Regions from separate parts of the Mus musculus genome. Here region 1 is linked to region 2. The links are chromatin contacts, called in public Hi-C maps. All regions are on one chromosome and are shown on one strand. The core of a region is the stretch at or near the end of the contact, and the rest is flanking DNA. Distances in the headings are between cores, read along the strand shown. Region 1 has its middle 6.5 kb from the start of Gm35891. Region 2 has its middle 34 kb from the start of Gm37548.

Region 1 (4,096 bases), core at 1,026-3,525, 200 kb before region 2:
GTCTCTGTCTGCCTGTCTCTGTCTCTGTCTCTGTCTCTGTCTCTGTCTCTGTCTCTGTCTCTCTCTCTCTCTCTCTCTGAATGTGTCATTTGTGCCCTTGATGAGTTGTGAATTCTTCAGTTGTTAACTGTTGTCCACTTCACAAAGAAACTTCTGTGATGAGGCCCGGGGACTGCACTAATTATGGACATGGAGATAAGAGTTTAGAAGGCAGTTTGATATTATGTCCATTGAGCTAAATATTGGCAATAGGCTCAGCCCTGGTGCGAGTTACATGGTGGTTCCCTTAACAGTATATCTTCCTTAAGGAGTTTAAAGTCTGACAAAGGAGACATGCCTTTTTTTTTTTTTTAAAGCAAATGTACTCACTCAACCACAGGCGTTTTGGAGAGCAAGGCATCCCTGTCTCCCCCCAGCCTTGTTTGTGCTCCTAGTCTTAGTAGCTACAGCTAAGTTTGTTAAGAGCATTTAGTGCACTCAGGAGCATTTAACATATGGCAGCACTCTTGATCCTGACAGCAACCCAGCCAGGCAGGTCCTTTAGTAGCCCTGCTTTTCAGGACAGGGTGAGTAAAGAAGCCACAGTCCTTCTGATGAGGAGTCACACACATTCTGTTAGGAGATGAAATAGGGGATTATAGTAGTGAATATCTGTTCTACCTACCTTTTACTTTAATATCCTCTACTCATATCAGAAAATAACCAAGAGATATTTAAAAATAGGGCACAGAATGAAAGAGAGCCATGACTGCTGGATGCGCTGTCTTTGCACCGAAGGAAGTAGGGGAGGTACTTGTGACCACACTCAGCTGCTGGCCTGATCCTGAGAGCGTCTCCAAGATACCCGTGGCTTGAGTTTTATATCCTGGGTGTTCTGAACCTTGCAATGCCAACAATGGTTTCCCATCATCGCCAACTCTCTTCCTCACAGATACAAAAGACTGATGTACCATCTTCCCATCTGTTCCCATCTGACCTTCCCCTTAAAGTTTAGGGACAAAGTGTTAGCCAGCTTTTAGATACTGTATAAGAAGACAAAAGGAGCAGGGCAGTGTTGGCGCATGCCTTTAATCCCAGCACTTGGGAGGCAGAGGCAGGCAGGCAGATTTCTGAGTTCGAGACTAGCCTGGTCTACAAAGTGAGTTCCAGGACAGCCAGGGCTATACAGAGAAACCCTGTCTCAAAAAAAAAAAAAAAAAAAAAGGAAGAAGAAGAAGAAGAAGAAGAAGAAGAAGAAGAAGAAGAAGAAGAAGAAGAAGAAGAAGAAGACGACAAAAGGATGTCTAAGGAAAAGGGTTGACTTGTGGGCATGCTTTCCATCCATGGTCACTTTTGTTTTGGGCTTGTGTCCTCACACCGTGCCATGGTGGGATCACATGATACAGGAGGTCAGGCTGCCTCACGCCAGCCTGGAAACAAGAAGGAGAGAGCACAGGGTCCTAATAGTATCTGCAAGGGCATGTGCCCAGTGACCTAACCTCCTGCCCAACCCCTTATAACTTACACCTCCATTCCACAGTGCCACAGGTTTGGGACATAGCATTTAAACCTGATTCTTAAAATGACAGCAGCTAGAACAGAGGTTGGTAGGAAAGGAAGGGAAGTTATAGATTAAATCCTCAAGCCTCTGACAGCTTTGTTCCTCTGCTTTTGGCAAGTAGCGATGACACAGAGATGCTACCTCTGTAGCAGTATCTAGATCACATGCCACCAACCACAGAAGCTGCTGTCCATGGTGCCCTTAGAAAGACCCATTAACCTCACTTTCATGTAGCCTACATCTGGCTTCTGTTTATAACCAGAGTACAGAGGAGGAAGGCCTCTCTAGTGCAGGATATTGACCCCAGGATCTAAATGTAGAAGTCATGTGGGGTGATTTTGCATGTGTCCCTTCCTGATGCCACTTGGAATGGTGTAGGGCTCTCAGCATGGAACATTTTCAGGCTCCTCTTGTGTATGCAACACACACACACACACACACACACACACACACACACACACACACACACACCATCCACTCTAGATAGCTTGCTTCCAGCAGATGACTAAGCAGGGGGCAGCCATGAGATCCAGTAGCAGCTCTTTATGGGAGCCAGTGTGGAAATGTCATGTATCCAGGACACTGTTTTCAGGCACAACAGTTCTGGTGTGGGCCAATGCTGTTTACTGCCAAGCCCACTTAGAACTCTCAGAGTTTTCCCTGCCAGGGCCTCCATCTCTTCAAATTCCTAGAGGAAGCCATTGGTGAGGCATGACAGACTTTGAGCACTAGATGGCACTAAAGGTCCGTGGAACTTTTTTTGGGGCAGCTTTGAGATCTTTAATTCTGCCTTTAGAGGTGAAGAATCCTTGCCAAAGAGAAGAGACCTCGACCATAAATTCCACACGCAGTAGCAGGTTCATAATGCACCGGAGTGACTGCATGCAGTATTTTTTCTCCCTGAGAAATAAAATTTCTCTTTCAATGGAGAAGGTTGTTCCTTTACATCTAACACGAGCTAATGTTAAATCTCTCTCTTAAGTAGCAGAGGATGATGGAGCCTTTAATGTGTGCACTGACCAAGACACAGGGCTGCGTCTGCAGTGAAACGCAGACTGATACCTTCAGGGACCGAGAAGGAGTAAGTCATATATTCTGCAGAGAGAGGGCTGTTTCTCCTCTTAATCATGGACATTTGACTTGTCAAAAAAATGTTTTCTCATTGATTGCCCGAGACAGAATGTACAGGCTAGAAAGACAAGCTTCCCAAAAACCTCCTTCACTTGGAAGAGATGTTAAGGGAAAACTAGTGACTAATATCTTTCATTTAAAACACATTTGCCTGTTGGACAGTGTGACAATAATGTGTTGGTGGGACAGAGATACATTTATTTTTATTTTGATTCTGCTTCTTAACTTCCCCTTGGTATTACCTGAGAAGCAGGACTCATGAACATTAAAATAAGTGCTAAAACGAGCCAACCTATAATACAAGCATCCAGGAGTCAGAGGCAAGAGGACTAGGAAATCAAAGCCCTTTCTGGCTACATTTTGAGATTGAGGACAGCCTGGACTGTATCATACACACACACATACACACACATACACACACACACACACACATACCCCAAAAAAAGAAAAAAAAAAGAAAAGAAAGAAAAGAAAAAAGAAATGGAACATTATCAGAAAAATCTATGTGTGCGTGTATGTATATGTATATGTATATGCATATGTATATGATGTATATGTATATGATGTATATGATGTATATGATGTATATGTATATGATGTATATGTATATGATGTATATGATGTATATGATGTATATGTGTGTATATATATATATATATGTATATATATGTATATATATATATATATATATATATATATTGCCATTCATTCCTCTACCTCCCAGTTTATTTCCATTATCAATCCTTTTATTAGTAGTGGCATACAACAAAATCACTGAAACTTCCTGATTATGATGTTCTTTTTGGCACCTTATTGGCGAACTCTTTGTTTATCAATTGCAAAATGTGAGACGAGGAAAATAGAAAAGCCTGTAACAGACCAGCTAACATACCTACACTTAATTTGCGGCTGAGTTACGGCTCCTTTGACATGTCTGCGGTGGTGGCTCACAGCTGAATCCTCACTGATTGCTTGGCACAGAAGCGGAAGGGCAGGTGTCCTGCATGTCACCTCCACTCTGCCATGCCCAGCTCTTGGCATGCCGACTGTGATGGAGTGGGGTCAGTGCCTGCCTGACGAGTGAGTGGCATGCGCCTGGCTGCCGGCCTGACATGGCGAGAACATGCTCATTTCCACATTGTGGAGGTGTGGGATTGTGAAGCCTGCTTGTTCCACGCGGATGCTTCCGGTACAGAGAGAGGCTCCCAATAGTTGTGACTTGAACAACTAGGATAACCAGCATCATACTTCATTCTCCAAATGGGGACAAATTGGGAGCTTTTCAAAGAAATCAAGGCAAGATTTTCAAAGAAGAATGTGTCAAGACATTTGTGTGTGTGTGTGTGTGGTGTACTTGTGTGTTTGTGCACATGTGTGTGTATGTGTGGAGGCCAGAGGTCAGTATCATTGGTGTTCTGATGTTCT
Region 2 (3,939 bases), core at 34-2,533:
GCTACTTTTATGGAACTATTGGATTCTGTTATTAAAACAAATTCCTAGAAATGGAATCGCTGGCTCAGGGTCACACATCTCTACATTTGATGTCCAGAGTTAACTGTTTTCCATAGGGGTTGTTATCCTTAGATGGAAGCAGATAAATACGTGCACCTGTTAATAATTGGTTTTGTCAATGTTCCTAATCTTTGTCAGTCTCTAAGCCATCTGCAAACCTGAAATCCCACCCCTATGCAAGACCTTTCCCAGAAGGATGCCTCCAACCTAGAGATGGAAAAGAGCTGAGGGACTTACTTGACAAACTGGCTTGGATTTCTAGGACAGACCAACATGCCCTGACACTAAAGCCTTCAATCCATCTCTCACGACCGACTCCCTCACCCCAATTCTGCTTCACTTGTAGGTTGATCTTCTCATTCACTGACTACTCCAACCTTTTGTGTGCCTAGGCTCAAGACTTCAGTATTAGCTCCCTCATCTGTCACTCCCAATGCCTGACTACTTCATGGCTCAAGTCACTATAGTCTCTCACCTCACCAGCTCGCCTATTTCTAGAAGTCCATTTCAACAGGAAAAACAGAATATAGTAATTTGTAAAATAGCATCATTCTGTGCTGAAACATCCTCCCAAGTTATCTGTGCCAGTCAGTCAGCCAGTCTCCTGAATCTCACAAGAGCTATCCAAGACAGGCAACCTTAAAGATAAGAGGTCACTTTAGCATTGGAGAGAGACAGCATGGGGTAGACCATGTGGAGAGATTAAAGCTTCTGTCCTCATTTCTAGGAAGAGAGAGAGAGAGAGAATGGTATAGAAGGAAGGATAGGAGAAAGATGGATGGAGGATGGATGGGCAAACGGAGAGGAGAGAGAAGAGAGAACTGGGGGGGGGGGAAGGGTAGAGGGAGAAAGAGGGGAATCCCACTACTTGTATCTTCTGGTACAAGCCCCATTACTGAAAAACCTCACATTAGGCCCTAGCTCTTAAAGGTTCCACTACCTTGAGAACGAAGCCTTTACACATGGGTGTTATCTTACTTAGAGTAAAAGCTTGTATTCTTACAATAGACCAGCAGTTCTTTGGTGATAGGTCCTAAACCTCTCCGCCTGCCCTTCCTGCCTATTTCCAATCTTATAGCTGTCTCCAGCCACATGGAGCACGTCAAAAGCCCTGCCTGGACCACTTTTCCCTGGGTACCAGCATAGCTCCTTGCAGTACCATTCCTTGGCCATGCCTTTAAATGGCCAGCTGCTCCCCTACCACCCTCCCTGTCCCCCTTCCCAGCTTCCCTTTATCCCACGGTGCTTATTATTCATACAGCATGCACTTTCCTCATCACGCTTGTGCCTCTCTTGACTCAACACAACAGGAATGTCTGTCACCCAGGCAGAGCTTTCCCTATATTTTTCTGCCTTTTCTTCCCAGGCTTGTCATGAGGAGGGCATCCGACGAATGTTGAAGAAGTGACCGAGTAGATCTGATAGGTGCAAAATTAAATCTCCCTTTTATTTGCGTTTTTAATTACTAGTGGGTGGAATTTTAATGATCTTGGCAGGATCTTAAGAATGAATTTGCAAAGCATAAAGGAATAAAAAATTGATAGGTCTGATTGAACTCAGATTTAAAACTTCTGCTCAAAAAAACAAAAACAAAACAACAACAACAACAACAACAACAAACAAAAAACCCTGTCTAACACCAGTAAAGCAAAGACATCTAAGAGTTAATTGCCCAAATACACAAAGAGTGCTTGCGAACCAATAGAAAAGACAGAAACAGTGCTAAGGAAACAAAGACAACTTGGCCAGTCCTCCAGCAGTAGATGAAGAATGCCGTGTTACTTTAGCTTTTCTTAAGCATGCTTTTTAAAAAAAAATCAGCGAGCATTTTTTTCCTTGTGCTTTCGATTTCATCTTCCCTGAACTTAATTTCTGAGAAACGTTCTCATTTTCTGTAACATCCACAGTGGATTCCCAGCTGTTTCTCCTTCAGCAAAGAGAGCTGCCCATCGGGCCTCACCCTGTTGTACATTCGTTGCTCCCTCGGCCTCTCTGATACTCTATTATCATGAGCAAAACTCCCCAGGGTGATATTGCTGGGCTTGATACTCCCTGTCACCATAGAGAGAGGATTGCCATGTGAGGCCTGATGCCATGCTTATATATTTAGAAGCAGCTCTATTACAAATATTTGGAACCACACAGAAGGCGCAGATTCGCTGTTTCAACAACGATGAAGACCCGCATGACTTGCATAGCATCTAATGAAGCAGGCGTGCCAAGAATGCTGATTGACAATATTTGGTGGCAGAGCGTTCCAAACTTGTTTTGCAAAAAAGTTTGTAAACTCATGCGCTGAAATTAGTTTTCTTCTTTGCTTGCCAAGGGCAGAGCGACTCTTCTTCTCCATCAGAAGCAAACACTGAGTCTCATCCGGAACTGGGTGTCAAGGAGCGATGAAACGGGAGAGGATCATCAGTCATAAAATAGGGGGTAGAAAAAAAGCAGAAAGAGCAAGGAGGATGAAGCCAAAGATGTTTTTGAGGCTCTGGCAGACACACGCCCTCTGATTGGATCCCCCAACATTCCTAGAAGATGAGTCAGGTGAGCAGATGAGCGCACCACATTCCCCAGTTGTGTCCACGCGGAATCCAGAGAGCTGGCGGATGTGTTTTCCTATGTGGCAAAAAGAACTTTGCAGATGAGATTACAGTCAAAAATCTTAAGATGGGAGAGCTTTCCCCTGGTTATCCTGGCAAGCCCAACAAACTGTAATTACAATGGATCTGATTAACGGAAGACCGAAGCAAGAGAGCTGGGGTCCAGAAACCGAGGGCCATCGATACCATTGCCGGCTGGGACTCCAGGCTACAAGGGGCTTCTAGAAGCTGAAGCTAGAAAGACAAGGAGGAAAAAAAAAGAAAAGAAGAGAAGAGAAGAGAAGAGAAGAGAAGAGAAGAGAAGAGAAGAGAAGAGGAGAGGAGAGGAGAGGAGAGGAGAGAAGAGAAGAGAAGAGAAGAGAAGAGAAGAGAAGAGAAGAGAAGAGACAAGGAGGAGAATTTTGGAGAAGAACTTTTTAGACCCCTGAAAAGGAACACAGCTCAGTCACCACCTTGGTTTTAGCTCCCTGAAATGATTTCAGGCTTTGGACCTCTATAGAAACAAGATCACAAATTGGAGTTCTTTGTTAGCTATTCGGCTTGTGGTCATGTGTATAGCAGAAAGAGAAAATTGGTACAAGAATGAGTTAGCTCATGTCGCTCATGGGCTTGTATGCTCTGAAATGTAGGATGAACACAGAGCTGTCTCTTCCCATGTGCACTCAGAATTCCTGGGTTGGGAGTCTCAGGCCTGCTTGCCCAACAGAAACACCCGTGGAACTCACCATCCAACATTCACTACATTCCGTGACCCAGAATTGAGGACCAAGCCTTGAATATTTTATTCTTACATTCCAGAGCAGCATTAGGAAACCAGGTCTCAGGAAGGAAGCTGTAACTGCAGGTGATCAAACTGTCTTGTGCAGTTGTGGTAGGAACCTTCCTGCTGTCCTCCATCTCTTTTGGGCCTCCTGTTTCTATTATCAGGCAGCTTGGATGGATGATCTAGTGAGGGGACTTCACACTGAAGCAAGTCCAGAAAACACCCCAAGAAGAGTCAAGACATTAGAGATCTGTTCTCTGTAGCCATTGACAGAGTCTAGGGCTTTGTTTAGAGTTTATTTTTCACTGTGACTTCCTGTCTCTACTATGTGTGGTTCATTTCTTCCCTCTGAGTAGTCACCTTTCCCCTTTCAAATGCAAAGCAACAAGCTAAAAGATGAAGCCCGTGTTTAAAAATATCATTTTGAAGGGGGAATTCCAATTACTGGTACTCTGAAGGAAGTTAGAGCCCTCCTCAGAGATATCAGCAGTTAGGTATAGTCCAGGAAAGGCATGT

Evidence for each region. A called contact is a pair of places that touch in the nucleus more often than the background predicts.
Region 1: a contact with region 2 is called in a Hi-C map of forebrain, with 2.6 times the contacts expected there. The contact joins two enhancer-like sites. A contact is called at or near these places in 3 of 39 promoter capture datasets (hippocampal neurons and liver), 54 of 484 Hi-C or Micro-C datasets (the AML12 cell line, the BV-2 cell line, the C2C12 cell line and 29 more), 5 of 115 datasets of contacts at active chromatin or transcription factors (bone marrow-derived dendritic cells, embryonic basal ganglia, embryonic stem cells and 2 more) and 1 of 9 other capture datasets (embryonic stem cells).

Annotation. Positions count from the first base shown.
Region 1 is chr3:51,120,365-51,124,460 of GRCm38.p6, reverse strand. No RefSeq gene overlaps it. Among named protein-coding and RNA genes, the nearest start is that of Gm35891, 6.5 kb to the left of the region's middle. Within about 2 kb of position 2,275, at least 32 of the 459 cell types and tissues checked have an H3K27ac peak or open chromatin away from gene starts, as enhancers often do. A contact at or near this core is called in cortical neurons and forebrain, where this site is marked.
Region 2 is chr3:50,920,870-50,924,808 of GRCm38.p6, reverse strand. No RefSeq gene overlaps it. Among named protein-coding and RNA genes, the nearest start is that of Gm37548, 34 kb to the right of the region's middle. Within about 2 kb of position 1,283, at least 22 of the 459 cell types and tissues checked have an H3K27ac peak or open chromatin away from gene starts, as enhancers often do. A contact at or near this core is called in cortical neurons and forebrain, where this site is marked.